Regions from separate parts of the Xenopus tropicalis genome. Here region 2 is linked to region 1. The links are chromatin contacts, called in public Hi-C maps. All regions are on one chromosome and are shown on one strand. The core of a region is the stretch at or near the end of the contact, and the rest is flanking DNA. Distances in the headings are between cores, read along the strand shown. Region 1 has its middle 150 kb from the start of efnb1. Region 2 has its middle 43 kb from the start of fam155b.

Region 1 (6,838 bases), core at 2,015-4,514:
CCTTTCCGAATATTTAAATGGAACCTCCCTTCTTCTAAACGGAGTGGGTGCCCTCGTGTCCGTTGGAAGGACCTACTGGTAAATAAAACATTAGAGAGGTTATTATATGATCCCCTTATATATTTATACATAGTTATCATGTCACCTCTTAAGCGCCTCTTCTCCAGTGTAAACAGACCCAACTTGGCCAGTCTTTCTTCATAACCGAGACTTTCCATACCCTTTACCAGCTTAGTTGCCCTTCTCTGGACCCTCTCTAGCTCAATAATGTCCCGTTTGAGCACTGGAGACCAAAACTGAACAGCATATTCTAGATGGGGCCTTACCAGTGCTCTGTAAAGGGGAAGAATAACCCCCTCCTGCCGTGAATCTATACCCCTTTTAATACAGCTCAGAACCTTGTTTGCCCTTGCAGCTGCTGCCTGGCATTGCTTGCTACAGCCAAGTTTATTATCTACAAGGACTCCAAGATCCTTCTCCATTATGGATTTGCCTAGTGCAGTCCCATTAAGGTTATACGGGGCTTGCATATTTTTACATCCCAGGTGCATGACCTTACATTTATCCACATTAAATCTCATCTGCCACTTAGCTGCCCAGATTGCCAGTTGGTCAAGATCCTGCTGCAGGGATGTCACATCCTGGATAGAATTGACTGGTCTGCAGAGTTTTGTGTCATCTGCAAACACTGATACATTACTCATAATACCCTCCCCTAAGTCATTTATGAACAAATTAAACAAAAGTGGACCCAGTACAGAACCCTGAGGGACCCCACTGAGAACCTTACTCCAAGTAGAGAATGTGCCATTAACTAGGGATGAGCAAAATGGCGAAAAATTCACGAAACGCATTTGTTGCACAATTTTTTTTGTCGTCCACATCTTTTTTGTCGCCCACATCTATTTTTTTATGTGCAACAAAAAAAAATTCAGTACAACGAATTTCTCTGCGCAAATTTTTATGGAAGTTGCGCAAACCGATTCGCCAATAGCAAAATGCGGAAATTTCCGCAAATCCATGCCTGGTGAAAAAATTCGCTCATCACTAGCCAGAACGTATTATGGGACATGGGCAGGTCCAAAACTCTCCCGCTGGCCTTACGTCTCTGTGTGCGGAGTTTGGGCCTGATCTTCAACTCTGCCTATAAAAATAGGGTCTCTGAGCTACATTTCTCTCCGCAAATAATACTGAACATAAGCGGCCTGTTTTAAAGTAAAAATCAGACAGGTATTTGGAATGAGTGATTGGAAAAGTTTTCTGCACAAAATAAAGCAAGAATTAAAGAGAGTTCCCTTACTAGCGTATTTCTTTCGCATGAGTGCATATTTTAATTTACCATTTTCTTTTGCAAACAGTGAGAATACAGTTGATTTACTGCTGCTAATAAAAATGCCTTAAAAAGAAAAGAGCACTTGAAGATGAAAATAGGGCTGTATACATGTAACATCCTGTGGTGCTCCCAGACAATTTGTTTGCTATACATATAGATACTGCAGAACAGAGACAATGAGTATATTAACCCTAGACATACCAGTAAGAAGCACTCCATTAACCCCAGACATGAATTGTAAGATCACTGCAAAAAATGGACTAAAGCAATGAGTGAACATTAGAGAAAGTATTAACTTCCCCCACTTGTCTGCAGTGCTGCCTTGCTCTTCCTCCAATATATCTAAAAACTCTTAAAAAGAAGTAAGAAAAAAATTACATTATGGCTGTGCATGTCACAATGGAATGCACGTCCATCTTTAATTTTTTACGTGTTCTTCCAAAAGTTTGGTCAGGGAGCAGGGCCCAGCATGGGAGGTTGGTGATAAAACATGGACCAGTATGGCAGTATGTGGCAGGCAGGCAGTTTGTCAGTGAAGTCCAGCAGGGGGCAGCAGTTGGCAGAGCCTATCATGGTGGTGGATGACCCAAAACAGCAGTGGATGATTGACAGGCTCTGAACAGAAGCTTGTGATTAGTGGGGGCCCAACACAACAGCAGCCAGTCAATGGGGCTCAGCAGGACTGGGGCCCATCAGGATTTTTCCCAGTATCCTGGTGGGCCAGTCTGACCCTGCCTATATTTTTGCTATGTTTCACCAATAGGCCACTGATGGCAGACATGGCCAGTCATTAGTCAGTAATTGCCTGTGTATGATGGGTTGTTACAGTGGGTTTGCAATTTTGTGCCTAAAAGTTACATTGGGTTAGTTATCCCAGTCTCTCTGCCAGTGGCACACAAAGCTAACAGGAGTAAGTGCCAGTTACAATAGATTGGCAACCCATGTCTAAACTAGTAAAATTGTCTATGTACAGGCTGATATTTCCTGCAAATTGGGGTCAAAATGGCAAGTTGGGGCTCATCCTGATTTTTATTGGTCTCCTCCTCTCAATATTTAATTGTTTAGATATCAACTAGGAAAGCTTGAAAATCTGATCAGCGTTTGGTCCTCACCCAACAATCAGTGGCTCACCACTTGGGTAAATAAACCAAAAAATCATCTGCTTATAGGTTGGCCTCACCAAAACAACAACCTTCTCATGAATGGCCATATTTGCACTGACCCCTATCTCTGCCATTTGGGGCACTCTCTCTTATTTTGGTGGTTGTACAGGACCTTAGGTTTGAGCCTAAAGTTGAATGAATTTATATTGAGTGGTACTGTAAAATATACAAATTATTCTTCCGGGAGTCAATGTGGCTGTGACACTGAGCAGTGTATGTGATGGTAACGCTTAGCACCAGGCAGCAATTCTCTTCCTCTTGGATTTCCTCTGTTTACTTCTCTTGGTTCTCCCTCTTCAGTTTACTTGTAACATATTCTGTCTCATATTCCTTATCTTCTGGATTCCGATGACACAAGCTGGCATTGACCTTTGTTTCTGATGTTCTCTGTGGCCCGATTATCTCTGCCCCATATACTCACACACAAAGCAAAACTGAACTTTTCCTTTGCACCTTCCCCCCTCGGTCACCAAAGAAGATAGGGAGAGAGTTGACCTTTCATATTATTTGGACAGTGCTTTCTCCCAGTGGGAGATGACAGAGGATGGATGAAGTGCTCTAAAGCTGAATAAATCCTGTGTATATAAAGGGACATTGTTAATCCCAACTCTGTTTAAACACTGTCTGAGTACTCTCCCCGCACAGGGGTCTCACATACAGAGATATTCTACAAATAAACACTGCACACAGGGGTCCTGTGTATTGATCACTTACACCCCACCTTCTTGTAAGCAAACAAACTGCAGTATAAAGTAGTGAAGAGTATGCCCTGCCAGGGTGTGAATGCTGTGTGTCCTTACAGACAGTCATTGTTACTCTGTCTATTTATACACTGTCTGCAGATACATTATCCCTACAACATTATCCCCACACAATGAGCTCAGATAAATAAACAGTCCTCCAGCTTTGTACATGCAGGGTGTACAGAGAGATCTTGTATACTGCATTAAGGTGGCCATACACGCACCGATATTATCGTACGAAACCTCGTTTCGTACGATAATCGGTGCGTGTATGGCATGTCAGCGAGCCGACCGATATCGCAGGAAGCTGCTGAAATCGGTCGGCTCGCTGATCGGCCAAGTTAGAAAATTTTGATCGGGCGCCATAGAAGGCGCCTGACCAAAATTCTCCCTTCAGAGCTGAATCGGCAGAAGGAGGTAGAAATCCTATTGTTTCTACCTCCTTACCTGCCGATTCAGCCCTGAATGGTGTGTGGCGGATCTGACGATGTTTCGTGCGACCGATGGTCGTACGAAACATCGTCGGATCGCCACGTGTATGGCCAGCTTTAAGCAATCAGAGCAAGACAGTGACCCACAAATCCTGGAGCAAATTACCATCAGGAACATCGGCTGTGAGCAATATTAAAATGGTAAGAAAGGGATTGGCAGCCTTGAGTGCTTAGGATGCTGCGGAACTGCAAATCCCATCAGGCCTACGCCATTTCAGCTAAGGCAGGGATGGGTTGAGTTGCTCTTTCCCTACTTCTACATTATAGCTAAGGTTGAAAAAAGACACAATCTTCTATCTGATCCAATGGAATTAAAGACCAAACTCATAAAGCTGGTCATACACATTCCAAAAATATCATAAGGAACAAAGTTTCATATGATTATTTGTACATGTATGGTGGCCTGTCAATCCTGACATTCCTATGTATGAATATGGGACTTGAAGTTTTCCCTAATTTGGATCTCCAAGTAAAAAATTAATCAAAAAATTAAACATTAAATAAACAATACAGCCAATAGGATTGTTTGGACACCAATAACGATTCATTATATCGCAGCTTGGTACAAGGTACTTTTTTAGAATTACAAATAAAAGGAAATGTGTTTTAAAATTTTGAATTATTTGATTACAACAGAGTCTATGGCAAATGACCTTCCCATAATTCAAAGCTTTCTGGATAACGGGGTTCTGGATAACGGATACCTGTACTATAGATACTCCCCTGTTACAGAGAAGACACCAACAATTGAGGCTGCCTTGCCAGCAAGATGAGTGAGAGGCTGTAATAAGTTAGCAAATATTTTGAATTCAGGTCCAAAAGTTCTGTTAGTACCTACTGGAACAATGGGCTGGTACTTCAAGCTGCAAACTTACAAAAAAGTAAAATAAATTTGAATGCATATTCTGTTAAACTTTTAATCAGCTTGGGGAGCTGAAAAATAATATAATATCTGTATTTATTCCTGACAGACCAGGTTAACTTTATGTAAGGGCACATGATTGTTTATCTGTAGTACAGGTATGGGATCATTATCGGGAAACCCATTATCCAGAAAGTTCTGAATTACAGAAAGGCCGAGCCAAAATCAATTCCTGAGGGAGGGGGCCAAGTAAATTAGATGAGGAGGAATCTCCCATAGACTCCATTATAAGCAAATAATTTTAATTTTATAAAATGATTTCCTTTTTCCCCAAATAATAAAACAGTACTTTGTACTTAATTCCAACTAAGATACAATCAATCCTTATTGGGGACAAAACAAGCCTATTGGGTTTATTGAATATTTAAATGATTTTTAGCTGACTTAAGTTATGGAGATCCAAATTACAGAAAGATCCCTTATTCGGGAAACCCCAGGTCCTGAGCATTCTGGATAATAGGTCCCATACCTGTACCCATAATGGCCTTGCCTGGCAGCTGGCATGCCCATTCCTCCATTAATCTATATGCATGTTCTGATTAGCCCAGGCTCTCTGAAATAACAAAAAGTGGATTGGTAGCAAGAGTTTCTTTTTAAAGAGTAAATGGCCAGACAGACAGATGGGATCTTGGGAAGATGGATGGCCTTTCTTGTTCGGTGACAGTTTTAAGTCTATTAGTAGCAAATAGCTTCAATCAAGAGAGAAAGCAGAAATGCCCTGGGAGGGCAGCTTCCTGTATTATATCCCCATACCTAAATAAATGAAAAGTCTAAAAGGGTGCAAGCTATTGTATGGCACAGATGTGTCGCTACATCAGCAATGTTACTCGGTACAACGGCCCAAAGACTGCTATAAAATGAACCTTCAGCAGAAGAACCCCTTTATAGCGTAATTCTGAGTTCTGAGAATTCTAATTCTAGGGCTGAATAGGGGAACAATGTTTTATTATGTAACTCTTATAAAGCAGCAGCCTTTACTACATTAGCCTAGAAAGTGCCTATTGTGGGCTGGATTCTGGCCAGATTTTTCAGATTCCTTTAATTATTACATACCTTATCAATTAGGTCACTCATTATTTTCGTAACAATCTGGTTGGCACATTGAGCCTCCACGAGCCACATTTGACCGCCTCCTGTTTAAGAGATCTTGGTTATAGCGAATAGAGATTAAACTACTTAACACCTCCAATATTCCACAGGTTGCGAGTTGATTGTGTTATGTGCTACATTGTGGCCCAGTCTGATGTCCATAGGTGTCATATTTAGTGCAGATACCCCTATTCTATGTAATGGGTAAACCTGTTGAATTAATTTATAATTGTTTCATAAATGGAGGGTTGTTACATTCTGTGCAAAGAAGGAGTAAAATCTTAATCAAGGAGCAAGGGAGGCATTTTGCTGTGTCTGAAAGCAAACATAATTTATGTTTAATGGATAATTGGTATTGATAGTTCCATGTTGTGCTATTCAGCATTACTCTGCACAATCACTATACCCTAGAGCTTTTTTTGCAAATGGCATTTGGAAATCCCGGCTTTAGCACTTAATTCATATCACCCCTAGTGCCTGGTATCCTTGCACCTGTACCAGCACTGATACCCTAATAATGTAACACTAATCAGAGTATAGTCAGCAACATTTAGGTCTTCCTATGTATCCAGTAGCTCTATGGGACCAGGGATACATTGATTGGGCAGCAGCCAATGGTCTAGAGATATGAATTAACCATGAGTGTAACTGCCCAGGGCTAGTTGGCAGGGACAGCCTTCACAATTAAATCTGGACTCTAAAAACTACCCTAAGGGCAATGTCAGATGGGGTTGTTTGGAGCACTTTAAAGGCAGTATTTTTAAATAGCCTAACATTGATGTAGCCAATCAAGCACACCTTCTAGCATATCAGCTTATAGTTGCTGAAAAAATCTTGTTAAAATGTGGTATTTAGCCTAATAGCCTAATTGTGGGTGGGGAATATGACACCTGGGTCTGTGGGAAATAGAATTGTTCTGTTGTTGAAATCTCTAGTAATCGCTTGTTAGGAAAAGAAGAGCGACTTGTTGCTGGAATTCGCTTTTTAAAAATCGCAGGGACTAAATCTCCCCGTCCAAGGGACCGATATCGGCAGCTTCTATCGGCCCGTGTATGGGGACCTTTAGAGCGGATCTGCTTCGATAGGCTTTTTCTATT
Region 2 (6,838 bases), core at 2,248-4,747, 220 kb after region 1:
CCACATCTCGCTTGGATTAAATGCTATCCTCTTTCGAGGTCAGGGGTTCTTTATGATCAAGAATCTTTTGCAATCCAAGCCACTTCTCTGATCAGGGACCTTTGCCTTGTTGGTAACAGAGGGGTTACGCTTGGAATACTCATCAGGATTCAAAATAGGCCCTGCCATTTCAGGTACAGAAAGGCCCAAAAAGTTCCTCACCATCCCAATAAATAGTGACTGTCTATGGCATCTTACTGCAGCCCGTTGGCATTTGTAGAGCTGCAACATATGAGTGCCCTCTGGAATATACACAGTAACTCACCCAAAGAGAACTAGTGGTAAATATGTAGGTCATTTTGTGTATAATGTTGCCATATGAAATTACCCTCTCAGACAGGTAAGCTGATTATCTTTGTATAATTGGTTTCCGACTGCAGGAATCCTTAACACCAGTACATCGATACAAATCTCTATTCTGGAGTGCTGCATGCTTTATGTAAGTTTATAGATATCCCACATCATTATACAGAGCAGCACAATTATTTTAAGTACACAGATAAGCTGCATTGTACTGAGCGGCGCTCTCGGTAAGAGCAGGGTGATACATATTCTCCGTCATTATACAGCACTGCTCATCTAGACTAAGTGCATACTTTGCATCAATATACAGCATGGCACTTCCATTATCAGCATATAGATATCCTGTCATTATACCAGGCAGGGTGCTTATAAGCCCCGCATAGACTCACATTCTGTAAAAAAAAAAAACAATCTGCTCATTATCAGAGCATGGCTAACTGCTAATGTCATTGCTAAGGAAGGCAAGCTCATTAGCAGGGTCCTGAGATCCACCATTATTATTCAGTGTCCCTATAAATATTTCAAATGCTCATTTGCACATAATCACTCTTGCAAACACCCTCGCGCATTAACTAACGCCAACTTCCCCTAACTAGAAGGTGCAGCGTTCATAGAAAATTGCTCTGGTGCCTGTATTTCTGATCATCATTTACTTTCTGGTTCTACAGGTACAGGATCTGTAATCAGGGATGATTGGGACCGAGGGTTTTCTGCATAAGGGGTATATCTGTACTTTGTCTACTAAACAATCATATAAACATTAAATAAACCCAATAGGATTGTTTTGCCTCCAGTAAGGATAAATTATATCCAGGGCCGGAACTAGGGGTAGGCAGAAGAGGCAGCTGCCTAGGGCGCAACCATTGGGGGGCGCCAGGCAGGAGCCTCTCCTGCCTACCCCTAGTGCTATTTTGTCATTGCCTCCGCCACTTGTCATTAGCGGCGGAGGCAATGACCGATCTAATCGCCGACCGGGTTGCCTAGGGCGCCCGGTCGGCTTGGCCCGCCCCTGATTATATCTTAGTTGGGATCAAGTACAAGGTACTGTTTTATTAATACAGAGAAAAAGGAAATCAGTTTTAAAAATTAGAATTGTTTGGTTACAATGGAGTCTAAGGGAGATGGCCTTTCTCAAGTGTTTCTGACAGATCCCATACCTGAATACTGTGTGTTAACACAATTTTTTTGTAAGTGCTGAGGTTGGATTAAAGTTCCGACTATATTATTACATTTCAATTCGTGAAAAGGCTGCATTTTTTGCATTTAATTTATGAATATTGCAGTATTAGTTGAAATTATGTTTACTTTTCAAAAAGCTTATGTTGTGTTTAGGTGAAGTTCCCCAAGTGACACTGGAAATTGTAGTCCAACAACATATAAAGGTCAAGACAGACTCTTTTCTCATACCACATATAATGTGACTTTATTTGTATTAATCTTTATTTGTATAGCACCAGCACGTTTAAACAGAGATGGTTTATCATACACATTTTCCCTGTCCCAGTGGAACTTACAATCTAAGGTCCCTGTCACATTCGCACAAACAGCAGGGTCAGGGTCGGACTGGGGGGTGAAGGGCCCACCTGGGCTCCTGTCCCAGGGGTCCTGCAGGTGCCCCCAGCCAGGTGCATCCCCTAACCCTCCCCACTAACCCCCCTCGCAGGGCCCCCCTCCCGAAGTCCTCCTCCGAGCGCGTAAATTTGACGCGTCAGGGGAGGAGCGATTGGGAGGGGGAGCACTGGCAAGGGTCGGGTCTGGCCCGCCGGGGCCCACTGGGATTTTTCCCGGTGTCCTGGCGGCCCAGTCCGACCCTGAGTAGGGTGAGTTTTATATGGAGACAGTTTTTGGAGTGTCAGGACTGAGACTGAATATAGGCCCTGGCATTTCAAGTACACAGAGGCCCAAACTGCCCCCTAGTCCAATAAATAGTGAGTGTCTATGGCATCTTACAGCAGCCCCTCTGGCATTTGCCAGAATCCACAGATTGCCAGTCTGGGCCTGGTGGGAGGCCACTGTAGTACCCAGAGGAAACCCACACAGACATAGAGAAAACTTACAAAGATTGCAGATAGTGCTCAAGTTGGAATCAAACAACGTGCCAAAGTGGGGTTCTTTGACTCCAGACTTAACCATCATGAGTTTTGTATAATACTTACCTGTTATAGGTTTTTATTTCTAGGGTATCTGCATATATCAGCTTCTATTTCCTGCCATCTACCTAATACTTGAACCATTTCCTTCAGCATTTCCAGCCCTGTGCCAGATCTACATGCATGAAGCTTGTGCCTTTCTGCTATCTGAGTCAGCTGAAGTTAGTTTTGAGTTGTGTTTCATTCAGCTGTGTCAGGGAAACGGGCAGACAGACCTTTTAATTGTACAGGTATAGGAACTATTATCCAGAATACTCAGGGCCTGGTGTTAAACCCAATAAGATTGTTTTACTTTTGATAACAATTATATCTTAGTTAGAATCAAGTACAAGGTACTGCTTTATTATAACAGAAAAAGGAAATAATGTAAATATTACAATTATTTGATTAGTTTGGGTCTATGGGTCCATAATTCTGAGTTTTCTGACTAACAGATTTCCGGATAAGGAATCCCATACCTGTACAGGGCAAATGTGAATTTGGTGTCATATTACTTGTGAGGAAGACTTACTCTGAGAACCTGTCTTTATCATGGAAACCTCCCACGACAGAACTGTGTCATCTCTGTGCCAAAAGGTAAGATGCTATTCTGTTCCTGTGCAATTGCCTATATGCTGACTATATAGTTGCCCCAGTAGAACTGCAGATGGCATTATCATCACATATTAACCCATTCTCTGCAACAAGAAGTTTGCAGATGGGTCTATAGGAGCCCAGTCATGTCCAACTTGTACTTGGCTCTGTTAGTTTCAGGGCCCCAAACACCGCTAGTTATTACTGTTCACTTTGGCACAGGCAGTCGCTTATGTTAAATACGCCCCACTCCTGCCAAGTCGATTATCGCATTGACTTAGCCATAACAATCTGCAGACCCATAACAGCCCCATCAAAAGATGAGTGTCCAGTTACCAGGGGCCGGTCACGATTACAATGAACGAGTCCACACACAGCCCCACAAATGCACATTCTTTAGCCTGTGATCCTGAAAAGCAGCAGAACCAGAAGTGTCTGTCTTTCAGCAGGAAACTGCCAGACAACAATGTGCCTAGTAATTGTCCGGCCCCAGGCTAGGAACAAGCGGCAATAAAGTGCCATCCGATAGAGCTTTGTGTGCGCTCACTACTAAGCTGCACCTCACCTCCTGTAACCAAACTCCTACTTTAACCCTATCACCCCCACATGCCAACATTAAAGGATATAAGTTGCAAATATACTGTATGTACAAAATGTGCTCAGTTTGCCTAAGTACCAGTGTCCTCCAGCTTCCCCTAACTTTTTTGGGGTGAAAAGTACAGGTCAAAAGCCAACAGCACAAGAAGTTGACTTTTGTTAGTAATGAGTTAATTTATACCCATGCATTGTTTCATTGGGAATGTAGGGCAATATAGCCAGCTCCCCTTATTGCATGTACAACATCTGGGGTGTGGAGCTGATGGTATGAATTATGCAAAGCTTTAGGGGCCTCCTAGGCAATCTCCTCCAGCAGAATAGCTGTTACCATCCCTCCACCTCATCTGAAACATGTGAGCCCTCGGGATGCCGCTGTCCCCAATCGACTTGCATAAACGCCTAGTACAACCGAAATCTAATTTCATTACTTGGTATGTTAAGACTGAGCGCAAATGGGTTAAATGATAGATGGGAACATAAGTACAAATGGCTCTGGTTCGAAACAGAAATAAAGAAAAAAAATTATAAGAAAGTTAACTAGTGATGAGCGAATCTGTCCCGTTTCACTTTGCCATTAAATTCTCAAATCTTTCAAAAGATTTGTGAAACGGCAAAAATATTGTGCGGAAAAAAAATTGTCTACTATTGCGACTATTCTTGCGGCGCCTGCAACTATTCTTGCGACTATTTGGACGTGCGACAATTTTTTTTTTTTTACGCCTGCCACTATTCTCAGGCCCAAATTTGTGGAAAGGCCACAAAGGCCCGGGCCTAGGGCAGCAAAAATTGGGGGGCGGCATGCCGCCCCGCCGCACCAAAATATTAAAGTTTTTCCGCGCATACGGAGCAATGGGGACCTCTCCCCCACTGCTCTGTATGTGATTGATAAGGGGGGGGTTCACCATTCGCGCATGCGCAGGGGGGCGCGACGGAGAGGGGGCGGCCTCGGGGCGCCCGGCAAACAAATCCGGCCATGACTATTCTTGCAACAATTTGGAAGTGCGACTATTCTTTTGACGCCTGCGACTATTCTTGTGACTATTCTTGCTACAATTTGGACGTGCGACTATTCTTGCGGCAATTTTTGGACGCGTGACCATTCTTGCGACAATTTTTGGACGTGCGGCAAGTTTTTCTGCACCGCATTTTTTAATCCGTTTCGCAAAACAATCCGCCAATGGCAAAACACAGAAATTCGCCGCGAATCCATGCCTGGGGAAACATTTCGCCCATCACAAAAGGTAACAATAGTTACACTATTATTGTGTTCTTTGGTTGCTAGGGTCATTGACCATAACAACCAGGGGAGGGGCGAGGGGAATAACTGAGATGAAATTAAAAAAAAATACAAAGTCCAGTTTCAAATGTATTTTATCTTAAATTATTTTACATTTTACAAAATAGTATAAAATAAATGTAAAAAATGTATTTTTTATTTATTTGTGTCTTCTGCAATGTCCTTTTGGGATACATTTAGAATATTCTGCGGTTTAATTTTCTTTTGACAGCCCCCCCCCCTTCAGTTATATCACAAAACACCAAACAGCTTCTAGAAAATAAAATTAATTGAAAATTAATAGAAAAAGAAAGATTCAAAAAATCGAAATTCCTCATATACTATATACTCTGATGAAACTGAGGAAATCTCTAGCTCACATCAATATAATGGTGCCAAGCTGTAACATTAAAGGGAAAGTATACCTTCCAAACCAATAAGTGTGTAGTGTACAATTGCCAGGGCACTCTATGCACTTTTGCATTTTATATTATTTTTTATTTTTGGTTTTCAAGATCTTTTGTTGATTATATATAACTGTAAATATAACACATTTTGCAACAACAGAGTCACTTCTGGCCAGTTCTTTTGGCTGTGACTGTATGATACAGTCAGGGAAAATGTTCAGAAGTAAAATAAAGAACTCTTCTGATTTTTCTCAGTTTAGGAAAAAGTTTTGAAGCCTCAGTTACCTTTTCTCATCTATTTCCTGAGCAGACCAACATCAGTATATTTTTTTGTTTTCTTTCTAAACATGTTCTTCCCGACTGTCTCACAGCTGGAAGAACTGACCAGCAGGTGGCGCTGTTGTTACAACATATTCATTCACTTTCATTAATAAAAACAGCCTAAAGCAGAAGGAAAGTATCAACCACTGTGGAGTGCCACATGGTAAGCACCGGACAGACACAGAGGTATTTCTGGAGGAGCACCATGAAGTGATCCTCTTCCTGCCCCCCCCCCCCCCCCCCGCAGTGATTAAGACTGTCCTACTCCTTTAATATCTTGAAAACAAATTGCTCAGAAGAGCATTCAGAACAATCGTACATTCATTTGGGGTTTGCATAAGTTGGCATTAAAATTACCAACTGTAACATGAATACTCTGCTATAAAAAGTGCAGCTCGAGTGCAAATACTCCAAGCAAATCACATCTCATATGTAATCCATGCACTCTGCAGTAATAGTCATACAAACAGTATACATGGCTATAGGGCTCAACAAGCATTTACAATGGCCAAGCTGCTGCCCTAGGCCCAGAACTTGAGGAGGTTCAACAAAACTTCTATAAAAAAGATAAAGCGCTCCACGCATTTCCGCTTTTCAGTGAGCACATATATACTTTGAGCATAGCTAGATTCTTTTGTGGGTAACAAATTTCCACCCTAAGGACTATGGAACACACAGCGATTTGCAAGTTTTTGCAGGCCTTGTTTTTTCTTTTTTATCCTGCGCAAAATGCGTCATCAAACACAGTCCTGAAATTTTGCCCTATTCTAGTATAGACTTTATAATCCCTTTTTGTGTATCTTAGCACTCAGTAAACAATCTATATTTGTATCACTTATTTATTGCACTCGTTGTACCCACCCCCGTCTCTGCTATTAAATACATAATACATAACTGGCAATAGGAAACTGTGTACAGCACAGATCTCAGGTATATATACAAGAGGATGCTTTGTGCTTCCCAGTTAGTATCAAGTGCGTGGGATAATAATAAAGTGACTGGGAGTTGCCGCTGTCAGATGGGAATGCCATTTGTAGGGCTGTTTGGCAGAGGCAGGACAGACTATTACATTCCAGTGTTGTGGCAGTTATAATGGATAGTGGCGGCTCTCTCAGGACGTGTATACAAGCCCTAACATCACTCTCTCCTGATACCCCCGCCCCACACGCTCT

Evidence for each region. Hi-C and Micro-C count contacts between places; a contact is called where the count stands out from the background.
Region 2: a contact with region 1 is called in a Hi-C map of neurula embryo, with 3 times the contacts expected there. The contact joins two enhancer-like sites. A contact is called at or near these places in 2 of 5 Hi-C or Micro-C datasets (gastrula embryo and neurula embryo).

The regions. Positions count from the first base shown.
Region 1 is chr8:43,232,652-43,239,489 of UCB_Xtro_10.0, forward strand. No RefSeq gene overlaps it. Among named protein-coding and RNA genes, the nearest start is that of efnb1, 150 kb to the right of the region's middle. Within about 2 kb of position 3,265, at least 1 of the 11 cell types and tissues checked has an H3K27ac peak or open chromatin away from gene starts, as enhancers often do. A contact at or near this core is called in neurula embryo, where this site is marked.
Region 2 is chr8:43,456,339-43,463,176 of UCB_Xtro_10.0, forward strand. No RefSeq gene overlaps it. Among named protein-coding and RNA genes, the nearest start is that of fam155b, 43 kb to the right of the region's middle. Within about 2 kb of position 3,498, at least 4 of the 11 cell types and tissues checked have an H3K27ac peak or open chromatin away from gene starts, as enhancers often do. A contact at or near this core is called in neurula embryo, where this site is marked.